Regions from separate parts of the Mus musculus genome. Here all the other regions are linked to region 3. The links are chromatin contacts, called in public HiCAR-type and promoter capture Hi-C maps. All regions are on one chromosome and are shown on one strand. Each heading gives the region's core, a stretch centred on a gene start, on an enhancer-like site or on the middle of the called end of the contact. The rest is flanking DNA. Distances are from core to core; before and after follow the strand shown.

What was found. Promoter capture Hi-C pulls out the DNA fragments that hold promoters and counts their contacts. HiCAR-type assays count read pairs that join an accessible place to other places.
Region 1: a promoter capture Hi-C map of the C10 cell line shows a contact between it and region 3, with 20 times the contacts expected there. The contact joins the enhancer-like site here to the promoter of Sdhaf3 in region 3. A contact is called at or near these places in 9 of 39 promoter capture datasets (3T3-L1-derived adipocytes, the C10 cell line, the HPC-7 cell line and 5 more), 2 of 484 Hi-C or Micro-C datasets (cortical neurons and palatal mesenchyme), 3 of 115 datasets of contacts at active chromatin or transcription factors (astrocytes, cardiomyocytes and fibro-adipogenic progenitors) and 2 of 9 other capture datasets (adipose tissue and liver).
Region 2: a contact with region 3 is called in a promoter capture Hi-C map of embryonic stem cells, with 6 times the contacts expected there. The contact joins the enhancer-like site here to the promoter of Sdhaf3 in region 3. A contact is called at or near these places in 4 of 39 promoter capture datasets (the C10 cell line, cranial neural crest, embryonic stem cells and 1 more), 1 of 484 Hi-C or Micro-C datasets (cortical neurons) and 1 of 9 other capture datasets (adipose tissue).
Region 4: a contact with region 3 is called in a HiCAR-type map of astrocytes, with 4 times the contacts expected there. The contact joins the promoter of Dync1i1 here to the promoter of Sdhaf3 in region 3. A contact is called at or near these places in 6 of 39 promoter capture datasets (the C10 cell line, cranial neural crest, embryonic stem cells and 3 more) and 2 of 115 datasets of contacts at active chromatin or transcription factors (astrocytes and forebrain).

The regions. Positions count from the first base shown.
Region 1 is chr6:5,858,770-5,862,238 of GRCm38.p6, reverse strand. All of the region lies in intron 6 of Dync1i1 (dynein cytoplasmic 1 intermediate chain 1), which reads right to left. Among named protein-coding and RNA genes, the nearest start is that of Gm34527, 41 kb to the right of the region's middle. Within about 2 kb of position 1,833, at least 11 of the 459 cell types and tissues checked have an H3K27ac peak or open chromatin away from gene starts, as enhancers often do.
Region 2 is chr6:5,806,670-5,809,801 of GRCm38.p6, reverse strand. All of the region lies in intron 6 of Dync1i1 (dynein cytoplasmic 1 intermediate chain 1), which reads right to left. It overlaps Gm34527 (a long non-coding RNA gene), which reads left to right. Exons shown (of 4, transcript XR_377319.4): 3 at 117-203; 4 at 1,589-3,132. Among named protein-coding and RNA genes, the nearest start is that of Gm34527, 12 kb to the left of the region's middle. Within about 2 kb of position 1,686, at least 9 of the 459 cell types and tissues checked have an H3K27ac peak or open chromatin away from gene starts, as enhancers often do.
Region 3 is chr6:6,953,904-6,957,545 of GRCm38.p6, reverse strand. Sdhaf3 (succinate dehydrogenase complex assembly factor 3) reads right to left here and starts at 1,528. Exons shown (of 2, transcript NM_001077713.1): 1 at 1,346-1,528. The coding sequence starts at 1,519.
Region 4 is chr6:5,724,372-5,727,820 of GRCm38.p6, reverse strand. It overlaps Dync1i1 (dynein cytoplasmic 1 intermediate chain 1), which reads right to left and starts at 2,182. Exons shown (of 17, transcript NM_010063.4): 1 at 1,885-2,182.

The DNA.
Region 1 (3,469 bases), core at 584-3,083, 1.1 Mb after region 3:
TGCGAGTGCCATTCAGGCTGTAAAACCTCAGCATGCAGACAGCATCACCTGCCAAAACTACAACAAAGGCTTAATCCAAAAGTCCACAGCTCTGGGAAAGTCTCAAAATGTAATCAGCTTGCTTTCTTTTTTTTTTTGCTTCTGGTGAACTCTTCTTGTTAACTGGAGTATGTCAACCCAGAACACGGTGGTGGTGGGGTGTTGCTGAAAAGCTCAACCTGAGAAAGGTTTGGTGCTACACTGGGATCCCCAAGCCCCTTTATAGCCGTCAGCTGGCTGGGTAATAAAGACCTTCTATTGGCTGAACCCATGTCTGAGCAATCTTCTCTGGTGAGGACCCCACAGCTGGTCCCAGGGCAACTGCTGTTGCTGGAGTGGACCGTGGCCTTTGGGCTGAGGTCTTGCCCAGTTTCTTGGCCAGGAGGTCACTCTTTTACCCCATTTCCCACTCTATGCCCTTGGTCAGGAGTTATCTGAAGGGTTGCAGGTGGTGTTTCATGGCCTCCGAGACACTGTCTACCGAGAAGCTCCTGTCTATGTCCTCTTGGCTCATTCCAGCCTTTGTCTCATGCAGGGTGAACATCTCACACTTCCAACACCACCTGGAATGTACTCCATTTCTGTGTTCCCAGTTTATTCTTAAAGATTCACTTTCAAATATGTTAATCCATTGTTCCGTTCTTGTGTCCCATCTCTCCCCAGGTTGTACAAGAGAAGAACATGCCGTTTTTCATGCTGATTTTTCAATGCTTTTAAACATCAAGGCCAGGTCTTCAGGTCTGCCACATGCTGTCTGTCGCATATAAAGGCATTGGTTGAGCTTGTCCTTTCTTGGTGGACAATCACGTGCTTAGCATCCATTGGTTTCTCTTGTTTCCAGCACTGGCTGCTACAACTTTCCACAAACAGCCAGCCTCACACTCTTTTTCTCTGACTTTGCTTCATGCATTTTCCTCCAAACACTGCTTTGTGAAAAGAGACCTTTTTTTTTCTCTTTTTCTTTTGCAAACCTCAAACCTAACTAACCCCGTTTGTGAAATTAACCCATACTTATAGAAAGAAAAATGGAAATCTCATGGCATTTACAACCGAAATTAGCATGACAAGCTTTTAACCAGCTAGCCTGCAGCCAACTTGTCTCCTGTTGAAGGAACATTGAGCCAGCCATCAAACCTCATATCTAGATCATGTTTTGACTTATTTGAGAGTAGTGCAACTCAGAGACAACATCTCTTACATATTTCATTAGAATTCACTGCTAATTTCCTAGGGTCACAGCCTCCCATAAATAGATATAGAAACACAGCAGAGTTAATATTGAGGAGCCACTACTGCACAAGAATTGAATAATCATTCGTGGTTATTTTGGGGTCTCCTGCTTTACAAAGGAGCAAAGACTTTTGTCTCTCCCATCTTGTCCTCATGGTGCAGTTTCCAGGACTTTGAGCAGTACTCACAAAGTCCTCACAAGAGTGAAATCTGAGAGGCTCTCATGTTAAAACAGAAAATGCAGGAATCCAGGGAAACGGAACCTGTTTCTTAAGTGAAGATATGCAAACCGTGGTGGAAAGGAGAAATAAATTAGGATGGGGGTTTGTGAACACAAGTATGTGTTTGAAATAAAGACTTTAAGATGAGCAAGCATAAAGGGGAGCAAGACGTCAGCTCTAAACACATCTTCCCGTGAGGGCCCCCGGCAACCTTCTCTTCACCTCTGCGTTAAGCTCGCTTTCTTTCCTAAAGGATTTCTTTGGCCACACAGCAACATACTGGATAAAGAAAGCCAACTGGTAGAAGATGCACGCACGCACGCACGCAGGTACGTAGGCACGCACGCACGCGCACGCACACCTGCTGTTTCCCTTGCTGCATCTGCATCCGTCCACACCTCTGTCATTGTCCTCCTGAGCTGGAAGCTGTCTGCCAGGACTTGGAAGCACTTCAGCTGTAAGGAGCTTCAGGCGATAGAAGAAAAGTTAGACGAGTAAGGGAAGACTCCAAGGGAAATCTACAGTAAAGCCATGGGGGCCGGGGGTCACATCAGGGCTTGGTTGGTACTGACCACAGAGCTGAGAGAGAAGGTGTAGAACATGCGTGTGGGTGTATGAGGGGCTGTGAGAAGAAGATGGATGAAAATTAAGTTAGCTGGCTGGCCGTTGAGTGAGACGGGAACTGAAAAGGACTCATCTACAAACCAGAAAAGCAAGCAAGGTTTTATTTTCTTTCCCCTTCTTTCCCCACCCCCACCGTTTGAGAAAAGAGACATGAAGGCAAAAGGTGAGCTGAGCTCCCTAAGGCCACCCAGAGAGTTCCCCTCAGCTCCCCCTTCTCTTGAAAAGAAAGGTTTACTTTAGATACTCAAATAGACATTTTCAAATGTTTCTCAATTCCGAAACCTCAACCACCGGTCCCCGTGTTTACCGTTGAGGATTGCACAAATTTCCCCTGCTCCTGTAGGCTTCATCTCAGAGACTGATTGATAATGCTACTGCAGCCCCCAGGCCAGGGGGGCAGAAGTTTCTCTGAGCCTACAGTCGCTAGCTAGTGGACACACTTTTCATGCCATGGAAGGACAGACAGACGGCTGCAGCCAGCTACGAGGCCAGCCAAAAGTGTCACCTACCAGCTAGTGCTCAATGCCCGGGGGGTGGGGGGGTGGGGGGTGGGGAGAAAAACCACATGAAGCAGAGCTCAGATGCCCTGGGTGGGATATGCCCTGGGTGGGATGCATCAGATGCCTTCCGCAGGCACGACCACGACCCGCACACTCAAAAAGATGAACGGCGGTCACGTGTCGTTGCTTGGCTAGTGTCTGTTTCAACCTAACACTTTGAACATACACATGGTCCGGGGTGTCTGGCGGGCGGGGGAATTGTGCAGAATACGAGCTGGGGAGGTTCCAGCGTTTCTTGGTAAGAAATGCTTAGCTGAAGCATTTTCTTTGGAAGAGGTCTTCGCAGTGTGTTGGCTGGCTAATTCAGTTTGCAACGGTTTTTACATGGCGGTTTATAAAACACAGAGGGACTGTCAATAGTTCATCTCAAAGAATGGAGGTGCGAGGCAAGGGTGGAAAGTTCCCTTTGGATCACTTCAGAGAGTCTCCACAGGGTGTCAAGACACATCTGCACCCTGGGAGAATGCGTTTGAATCTGCAAAAGTCTTACCTCCAAGCCTTGTACTTCTCCCCTCCCCCAGCTTCAACCTCCCCACAGACCCCTCCCAGCCCACAGCTCGGGAGGCCAAGGCTACATAGATATTTTCTCATCATTACACCAGGTCAAGGGATAACTGGCAAGGCCAGTTGGAAAGTGAAAGTGTAAACAGGTTTTTATTTCCCCCTTCTTCTGGCTCTCCATGAATAGAACTTTCACATCAGAACCTCAAGCTGATGGAAAAATTAGATAATCACACTCGGTTACCTTAACCTCCCAAAGTCATCCTTACTGTGGGTCAGTTAAGGGCGTCTCAG
Region 2 (3,132 bases), core at 437-2,936, 1.1 Mb after region 3:
ATTAGGGAAGGGAGAATGAGAAATGTCAACACCCCATTGCTCTCAGGGGTGAGAGCATCATCATCAGCCTCCAGTGAGGGTAAGGGCGGGGTGTGTTCTTTGCTTTGTATGGACAGGAGTTTCCTTAGAGCTGAGCAGTAGGACTGGAGTCAAGGATGGCGGAGAGACAGATCACAGATCCTTACTGCTCTTATCAAGTCTTGGTAAGTTCTCTTGGAAATTTTTTATTTGCTAAATGTTACTTCTACAATTTCCAGAGGTTTAAGGAAGTATGTGGGATGGCCAGAACACGACATGTTGTCAGACTAGAAGTGGGGCTACTGCAGGCTTCTTGGGCCAAGCAGAACATGAACTGCTATTCTTCAGGGGAAAAAAATCACCTGTAAACATCTGTAATATTCACTACTCCTATTTTCTCTTCATATACATATGTATATATACATATATATATACATATATATATTTAACATGTATTAATTAATGTATATATTTATTTACTCTTTTCATTTTTATATAGAGTGAAGTTATGTTTAAAAATTATTTGTATGTTTCTCCATTTGTCTGAATGCAGTCATTCTCATTTTGAGTCTTTTAGTGTACTCAGATGCCAGTAAGGAGACTAGAATTTAAATAGAAGAATGAAAATAGAATACTAAAGTAAAATTCAACTCTCTTCTTAAAAGCTGCATCTTGAAACCCCAAACCATAACAGTTCTCAACCCGGGGACTCAACACTCTTGGGAGCTGCATATCACATATCATGAATATCAGATACTTATATTACGATTCATAACAATAGCAAAATTAAAGTTGTAAGCTAGCAACAAAATATTTCTCTGGTTTGGGGAGTCACCACAATATGAGGAATTATATTAAAGGGTTATAGCATTAGGAAGATTGATAACCATAGTAGGCAGACATCGGGTCAAGGGCTATGTAGAAAAGAAGGCATCAAATCAAGGCCTGGAAACAGTGAAAGCCAGGAAGGGACCAAGTCATCAAGAAATCCATGGTGAACGCTCCCTAGAATCACTGACAAGCCACGCCTTTTCACTAGCTCCATGTTATGTCCTGTGTACCAGTTTGTCCTGGTGTCCAGAGTACCAGTGTCATTGGATAAAGGACAACAGATGTGAGCCAAGGACCAGCCCAAGGCAGACTCCTTTACGTTGTCTCTACATCCATGTTGGTTATATGATCATGTAAACCGCACATCTCTCCCCGCATTCGGCTGTGAATTATGGAGGAAAGTGGATAGGAGTGGACCCTTAGGAGAGCCTACAGGTTTCTATCCAAGACGAATGGAGCATACTAACAGAAAATGTTTAAAAGTAGAGAATGGACTATGGTTGTTTATTTAATACCGTTTCCTTGACAACCAGTAGTATTGTAGACAGCTGCAGACAAAATAAAGGAGCCAAGTTCTCTCTGCACTCTTGATTTATAAGGTGAGTAAATTCTACAGCAACACTCTAGTCTCATAATGTATAGGAGAGTTCTGCACACATCATAAATACCATTTTGCTGGTCACCTCTCTTTTTCATTTCTTACACCACAGTGATTATTTTTTTCCGTATATATTTTTAGCTACCCAGCATCCACTACTCTGTTTTGGACAGGAGCTCTGCAGTAGATCAAAGTGGAGTTGCAGTCTGCCCAGACATTGTGGAAGCTGAATGTGGCAAGGACAGCGTGTGGGGTCCTTCCCTGCATCGCCTCTCACTGCTAACACTGGGGCTTGTAACTCAAGACTACCTAATAGGCTTCCAGATGGCTCTTCAAATTTCAAGAGAGCACCGGAAAAGAACAGGGGAAATTAGAAGCTTGCAAGGCGACGGTGACTACAGAGCTTGAATTCTGGGCACAAACGGGAACATCCTGTGCAAGGAACATCGGGACTTCTAACCTGGCTCTTTCAGCTAGCATCAGATAACTGTTTCTTCACTGTATTCTCAAATGTCCTCTTGTCTATTGCATGGAGAAAGGGCACTGTGTCCTTTCTTTTTATAAGGTCACTTATCTCATCAGATTAGACCCACTTATAATGTCTTAACCGGGCACCTTTTCCCTAAAGGCCCTGGTCACTTAGGGCTTCAATATTTGAATTTTAAGGACACACGACTATTCAGTCCACTGCAGATGCTGCCTAGTCTCATATCTATTTCTGACCAAAATTCCCAAGCATTTATATCAATTCTGTAAAGTATCTCATATCTTCTGCCAAAGATTATTTTCTGTTCAAATGAAGCAGACTTCATTTCTATTCTGGCAACCGCAGATTCGGACATTACTTTGAAGGCTGGCATCTGAATCGTGTTATCTGGGAAACTGGTTGTGTCCTTGCTGGTTTTAAAGAGGAATCTCAGAGTTCACACGTGGGATATGTTGGGAGTAACAAACAGTTGAGTAGTGGTTCCTCTGTGCAGATCTTTAATGAAGCAGCCACTGGAAAGAAGGGTTTGGAGGAATTGTGTTGTCACTGCTACAGAGTTGAGTGCGTGGCACTAGGAGGAAGTCTACTTCTCATGGTGCTGGATAGCTTGAAGAGTGAGTGACAAGCTCAGTACTCCATTTTTCCCAAAGCGTAGGTCCAGGGACTTCCTCTGTGGCTCATAAATATTTATAGAAATGTTTTCCCCAAAGAAACACAAACTGTAAACTCTGTGGGTCCCTGGATAAAAGCTGCTAAGTTATCAGTGTCACCAGGTGATTTGCAAGAAAGTTATAATACTAATCAGAACATAACAGCAAATGGAACTGAGAAGTGGAATGTATAAGCTTGGGCATCCTCCATCTACCTAGAGTACTGAGCCCTGCTTCACAGTGAATGGTTTGTGTTTTCTGTTTGATCTTTGGCACCCTGTGTCAGCTGGTCCTAACACCAGACCTTGAGCATCTTACCTGGGGACATGGTACCGTCAATACTCAGGGAAGGCATGCACAAAGAGAAAGTGGGGAAAATATTTGCTACTTTAGGAGGGTTTACCAATCCTTACATCTATTAACAACAGGACTAGGGACTCTACCCTCTATCTGCACTTAAAGAACATTGATACTGGCAAGATATCTCATCTTAGTAGTAACATTTAATATGCACCCAGACACCCCTACAGCTTATCAACAACCACTTG
Region 3 (3,642 bases), core at 279-2,778:
AATAAAATAAAGTAATAAATACACTAACATTGAGATGCCTGTTGTAAATACCGTTATTTTACAGACCGAAAGACTAGAAAAATTAACTGATGTAATGTTTAGTAAATGCTGAGGTCTGAATTTAAATCTAGTTTTCTGATTTCAATACCAACTACATATTTAAAGAAAGTGTTTTGCATTTAAAAATATTAAACCTCCCCAGCTCCTGGCAACCAAATTATATCTAATAAACCAAGACTTTTAAGAAAGTTATACATTTCATTATTATAAAGTTCTCTCTTCAATAATTCTACAATCAAGAATTATAGAATTCAATGAAAATGCTTTTCCCTAGCCTAATCTTTATGTTGTTTTAAAGGTAAATATCACTTCAGCCACTATCAGCATGAAAAATCTTTTTTACTTTACCAGAGCAGTTTCTTTAAAATACCTAGATGCACTCTAGAAATGCCCAACTCCTTTCACCTCCTGATATTTTCAAGATGGGAGGAGATCCTGCAAGACTCTTCAGCATCATGCAATACTCTTTCTCCCCCTTCATTCTTAAGAGAAAAAAAAAAAAAAAAAAGGTATTAGGGTCGTGGAGATGGCTCACTGAGAAAGGTGTCTGCTGCCAAGCTGTGCAGCCCGCGGTTTGATCCCCAGGAGCCATGTGGTGGAAGGAGAGACCATTCCCTTGGGTTAGCCTCTGACCTCCAGCACACACACACACACACACACACACCCGTATACACACAAATAAATAAATATGTACCTAAAATAAATAATAAGAAAGAAAAGAGAAAAGTCAAACACTGAATCCAAACGCGTGCCCCCGCCAGCATTACCCCTTTAACAAATTGCAATCCTTAGGTCTTTTCTAGGTTATATAATTTATCTGTCAAGTGGAAAGCTTACTAAGGCCCTACAATTACAAATTAACAAATGATCGAAATGATCTAATTCTGGCAGCTAAGTAATGACATCATGTTAATTACACGGCTGTCACCTAAACAGCCTAAAGGCAACGCAAAGGACAAACGCCGACGAACTTTTGGAGCACTAAACAGTCAGGAGTGCAGTAACGTCTGAGACACGCCACCCTTCTCTCTCCAGCACCTGGCACCCTCAGCACTCTCAGAAAGTTCTTCTGAATGCGGGGGAAACTGCTCAAGCACAGAGCCTGTGCGGGAAGCTGGGGGATTCGCGACGGAGCTTGAAAGAAGTGCTGTTTGACCACTTTAGTCTGTCTATTCCAGACGCCCTGTTTGGCCGTGCACGGACCCTGGGAAGCAGCTAGGAAGGTGGGGTCTGAACTGAAAACCCAAGGTCCGGGACGAGGGGGCGGGGAGGGGGCGTCACTTGCCTCCCATTCCTTCAAGAATCGCTGGGCCTCGCCAGGACCAACAGTCTTATGTCTCCTAAATTCGTCCTTCACGTACTGGTCACCCAGGGCTTTGAGGTCCGGGGGCAGAGCCCGATGTAGCAGCAAGATTCGCCTATATAAAGCCCGGACTCTCGAGACATGCTTCCCCGGCATCGCGCCGCGCCTGCGCAGAAGGTGGGCGTAGCTCCGCCCCCGCTAGGAAGTCGCCTATGGGTGAACCCCAAAGCGGGCGGAAGAGAGCGCGCGACCTTCATCCGGTTTGGTCCGTCATAGAATCTTGTCCTTCCGGAAACCCGGATTTGGGGCGGGCGGACAGAAACGCTCTGCCAAAGGCGCGGCTGTTGAGGAGTAGTTGTAATTTCTTGAGTTTCCTAGAGAGGTGCTGCTGTGTAAGACAAAAAGTCTTGTGTGAGCGACTTGTTACCTTCAGAGTTAACTCATCTTCTCCATTTGCTAGTTTCTTCTTATTAAATATTTGAGAAAGACTTCATCGAACTGAAGTCTTCTCCAGAAAGCCTTGCGTGGTTAATCCAAAGTGTTATGGCTTCTGAAATAGTGTGGCATTCGCCGGTCCCTCGCAACAGCCCTCGTCCTTTGCAGTGCTGTACTTGGAGTTTATGCAGTAGGCATAGCTTCTTCCAGGTAGTTATCACAAGTGAGCCCTGAAGGGCAGACTTTGTTGGTCTAGGTCAAGTGCACTATGAAAGAATCTTGGGAGTTATTTTATGTGTATTTTTTTTCCAAGACCAAGATTCTGAGAATTTTTATTAAACAATGTGAGATGAAAATGTGAGACCCTGACTTAGAGCGTTTCTCCCTGGAAGATAAAGCCCCTGGATGTTTCCCAAGCTTGTTTTCCCTGATCTTTAAAAAATACAGCTAGAAAGAAGCTCTTTGTTCTCTATAGCCAGCAAAAAGCCTTTTTGTTTCTATACTGTACAACCAGAGATGCCTGCCTTCCTGTGCCAAGGACACAGAGATAAAAATTCAGAAAGAACTCACTCCCCACTCCTGCCTTGTAAATTTCACCAAGGACACCCGGAAGAGAAGAACTCTTCCCAAGTCCTCCCAACTCTCCTCCCAACTCCTCCCAAGTCTCCTCCCAACTCCTCCTAACTCCTCAGCTAGCTGTTAAAAGCTCCCTACTGTCACCGGGTCGAACTCCCCTGCCCTGCACCAGCAAAGGGACTTCATCCTCAGCTAGCTGATAATAAAACCTCTTGCAGTTTGCATCAGGTATGGTTTTCTCTCAGGACGTTGGGGTGTTGGCCAGCTCACCTGGGGACTTGCAGAGGCCCAGCATCGGGGGTCTTACAAAAACAAGAAATCTAGATGTTCACAAGTCCAAACTTGTGTAGAGGTGGGGAAAAAAAAAGTAACTATTTCAAAAGCTGATAGCTTCTTGTCCTTATTCTTTCGTTCCAATTAAATTTTAATCCTTCAGCAAATCCTAATAGCTCCACCACCAAAATCATGCAGGAATCAAACATTATTTCCATCACACCCTGTACCATAATTATCTCTTTCTACTGGATAGCTACCGTATCTGTGTTCTTGCCTCTGGCCATGTTGAACTTCAGTTATGATCTACCCAGGCTGTAATTAGATAACATCGTTCCTCTGCTTAACAAATCCTCAGTAGCACTCTGTTATTGAACAACTCAAAGTCTCTCTACCTCTAGAATTTAAATGTTCTATTTATTCACTCCCTAGTAAGTCAGTTCCACTCACACTGGCCTCCATCTTTGAACTCCTTCACTTCCAACCGGAAACCTTGTTTGGAGCACTTCCGGGGGCTGGTAGGAGGCATCACTTGCCAGAACCAGTGTGTCGGCTCACTGTCGTGTGACCTTTCCCAACAGCCTTGTTTGAAACTAACATAACCAAGCCAAACCTCCCATGGTGCTCCTGCTTTTGTTGTTTTTTCTTTTTTGTCTTCATAATACTCAGCAGGCCGTACTTTGCTTAGTTACTGATTCTAGCTTCTGACAAGAATACTTAGGGGAAGGCGTTTTTCAGGAGGAGGGAGTGTTTCCCACCGGTCTGGCTGTGCTCTAGACATGTAATAACCACATTACTGTTGCATTGGTGCAGAGCGTTTATTAGTGGTGTTGAGCACATCAGGATTTGCATGTTGGTAAAACACAAGAGGGCAAGAATGTGTGCAGTTGTCTCACAAACATAGGATTTCTGTCTGTGTAACAATTATGAAATCAAAAAAGACAATAGCCTACAATGTTTTTTGCTCATTTCGAGGTCTCACTACTGTACAGCAC
Region 4 (3,449 bases), core at 933-3,432, 1.2 Mb after region 3:
AACAGAGAGTCACTTCTACCATCTAAAAAGCTTGCCAGAGAAGAAGCACAACAAACTCTTTAGTTTAGTGACTCTGCCCTATTCAATTTGTGTATCGAGTTTCTTCTCTCCTCTGCCTATAACCTCAACAATGATTCTCCATAAAGATGCAAGTAAGCATCTAATGGACAACCAACCAGTGGCATATATTCACTAGAAAAAGGGGTCAGACAGGCACTGGGCAGTAGACACGAAGCAGCCCTCTCTGTCTCAGGAAGCCAGTGAGCAAAAGGCTTCAGCATCCCAGAGATCTGGGCAGGTGCACAGATGACAGAAACCTGAAACAAGACAGACACGCACAAAATGTTCTGGGAGGAAAATAGTGCCCAACCCTGGGCAGGCTGGAAAGGGGTGCATTCGGCACTCCAGTATTGTGATGGATGGTTCTTAAAAGAGCATCTCCTAGCCACTGGCTCCCTGGATCTGAAGTCCTGAAGAGCTGGTACTAGTGAAGAGAGCACGGCCTTAGTGCTAGGACTGCCAGGTTTTGTTCCACTAAGAAGCATGGTTAGAACAGAATTAAATACGTTTCCCTATAGTGAACCTTTAGTAGCAAATTAGGCATTGCTAAAAACAACAACAACAACGGAGGAAGTATTACAGACATTCTCAAGAAGACCCGGAGGTGGGGGGTGGAGGGTGGGGGGTGAGGGGCAGCAGGGGATGCAAGATCCAGTTTGCACTGGATGTTCCCATTTCAAAGATGCCAATACTCTAACACTGATCAACGCATGCCCCCCATCCCCGTAACTTCCACAATGGCACAAACTATTCTGGGGAAGGTTAGTTATATCCATGCTATTATCCAAGACTATCTTGGACTGTCACTGGCATGCTGCACTGTCAGCTAAGCTTCCTGCTAGTCTGCAATGTCTGGAAGCAATTCCTTCACAACTTCAAACTGCATCAAGTCTGTAATGCTCATTCCAAACACAACTCCAGCAAGAAAATGGCTGGCTACTTGTTCCTGCCTTAGGTGTGGTTACAGTCCAGGAAAGCCGGTATATTTATTGGTTTTTGGTTTTTTTTTTTTTTTTTTTCTCCTTTCCTTGAGCCTCCGGTTTCCTAAGCGATACTTTCTCCTGGTTCTCAGTCTCCGGTTTACCGAGGTAGAAGTCATGAGGCACCCGCATACTCAGTTCCTTACCAGCTCTGCCAGGATCAGTGCTCTGGTGACGATTCAGAGCTTTACGTGGCCAGAGCAATTCTGGATGGGAGTGGGGGAAGGAAAACCGCGGAGGTGTTTACCAAAACACATCCCCAGCCACACTTTTTTTTTTTTAATCCAGCAGAGAAAGAAACTGGCATCTTGCATGAGTGTTTAATTAAAGCTCGGTTGGAAGTGCATTGGCCCCCTCCGACTTGGCGGGTAGCAACAGCATCCTAGAGCTTTGCAGACAGCTCAGAAATGTAATCAGACAGCATCCTTTCCCTCACTCTGTAGGTCTCCCTTTCTAGGGGCCATGAGCTGGTAGCCCACGGGGATGTGGACAGCACAGCTTCTGGCCTTTTGCTCCCGAGGAGAAATAAACAAGGTGAGGAACCTTGCCATGCGCCTCTCCCAGTGTACAAGGTGGGCTACAAGGTGATGACACCCTTGACCCGTCCTCCTCTGCCTGTACCTCTCCGCTCCTGGGGAGCTGCAGCCAGGGCTGCCTCTGGAGGGCTCCAGCTTGGGGCGCTTCAGTATGCAGGAGCACGGGGAAAGGGGCCCAGGCTGTGTGCCCAGCGGTGGCTGCAGCAGTCACTGCTGCCCTGCTGCTCCCCGGTGTCCTGCGGATGTAGCCGGGGGCTCGGGGCTCAGAGGTGGCTGCATATAGACATGACCTCCCACCCATGGGTTACCTGAATGCTGTACGCGGAGGCTCACTGGAGGTCGTGGAGGAGGCGCGGGAGGACGGAGAGCAGCGGGCCCGCGCCAGCAGGATGTGCTGTCTCACGCTGCGCGGCTAGGCTAGCGCTCCTCCCGGAGCGATCACTTCCTCTCTCCTGAGCCTGACACTGACAGCTCCCAACACCAGGGCTGCGGGGCTCGCCCCGCCCACGGCCCACGCCCTCCACACCCGCGCCTCCCGCGGGAGGGCCTCCGCACAGCGCAGCACCGCCTCGGGCCAGCCTGGCAAGGAGGAGGGAACCCGGGGACAGTCAGTCCTAGGCTGAAGGCAGCGCACACCTTAGTTACTGCCAAGGAGAGCTGTGAGTCTGCCAAGCTCCTGATGATTTTCTCCATGGGCAACTTTCACTCCCAGACAGAGAAACTTTAAGTCTTTAAAAAAGAAACAGACAAGCTTAGATCTATCCATTCTGTACAGGTACGGTTGAACATAGGCTTCCTCAGACATATACAAACAAATACACAAACAGTTAAACATACAAACCTATACATTATATCTCTATCTATCTATCTATCTATCTATCTATCTATCTATCTATCTATCTACACACACACACATATGTGTGTGAATATAAATCATATATACATAAATACATATTGATACATACACACATGTAGACATATACGAATAGATATACATAGGTACACCTATGTATGTACATATGTTATCTACAGTGTGTGTGTGTGTGTGTGTGTGTGTGTGTAGCTTGCTTCTCGTTGCTTTTCTGATGTCTTGGCTTTAGAAACAAAACAAAATACCTGAGAAACACTTTTGGACTTCCCCGAAGCTTACCATCCTAGCTGTCACAGCGCTGAGGGAGGGAGTTTAGGATGTATGGCAGCGTGGGATTGGCATCACTTTGTAGATGAGCTTTTCATTGTTTGCAGGAACACCCTGGTCATCACTGTGCAGATAAGAGAGTATATATGTGGGGGGCATCCCATAGATACCCAAATATTTGTGATTTTATCAGTTGGCCAATGTCACAGTAATTTCAAAATAAGATCCAATCATGAATACAGTGTCTTATCTATCATTGTTTCAGATTTGTTTTCTTGGATGGTCTTTTTGATCATAGAAATAGTTGACTTAAGGCTAAATGCTTCTAGGTTGAAGAGATTCAAGATATCCTAAGAAAGAAAGATAACATGAGTCAATATATGTTGTTGCCATGGACTGGAAATGCTCAATGCAGGTCAACTCTACATTAATTTTCTTTTAAAATTTTTTTACCTGATAGAGTAGACAAAATGTTATGAGCGCTGTGTGACGCTTACTCTTGGTTGTCAACCTGACTAAAGTTGAAATCAACTAATAGGCATCCCCTTGGGCACACCTGTTAGGCATTATTGTGATTAGGTTTTCTGAAAGGGAAGACCTACTGTAAATTTGGGAAACATTTTCCCAATTATTTCTTTCTAGTACTTTCCCATTATCCTCGCAAATGCATTTATATAGTTAACATCTTGTCCAGCTTACCTCACCCGTGGCTATGCTGCCATTCTTTGCAGACAT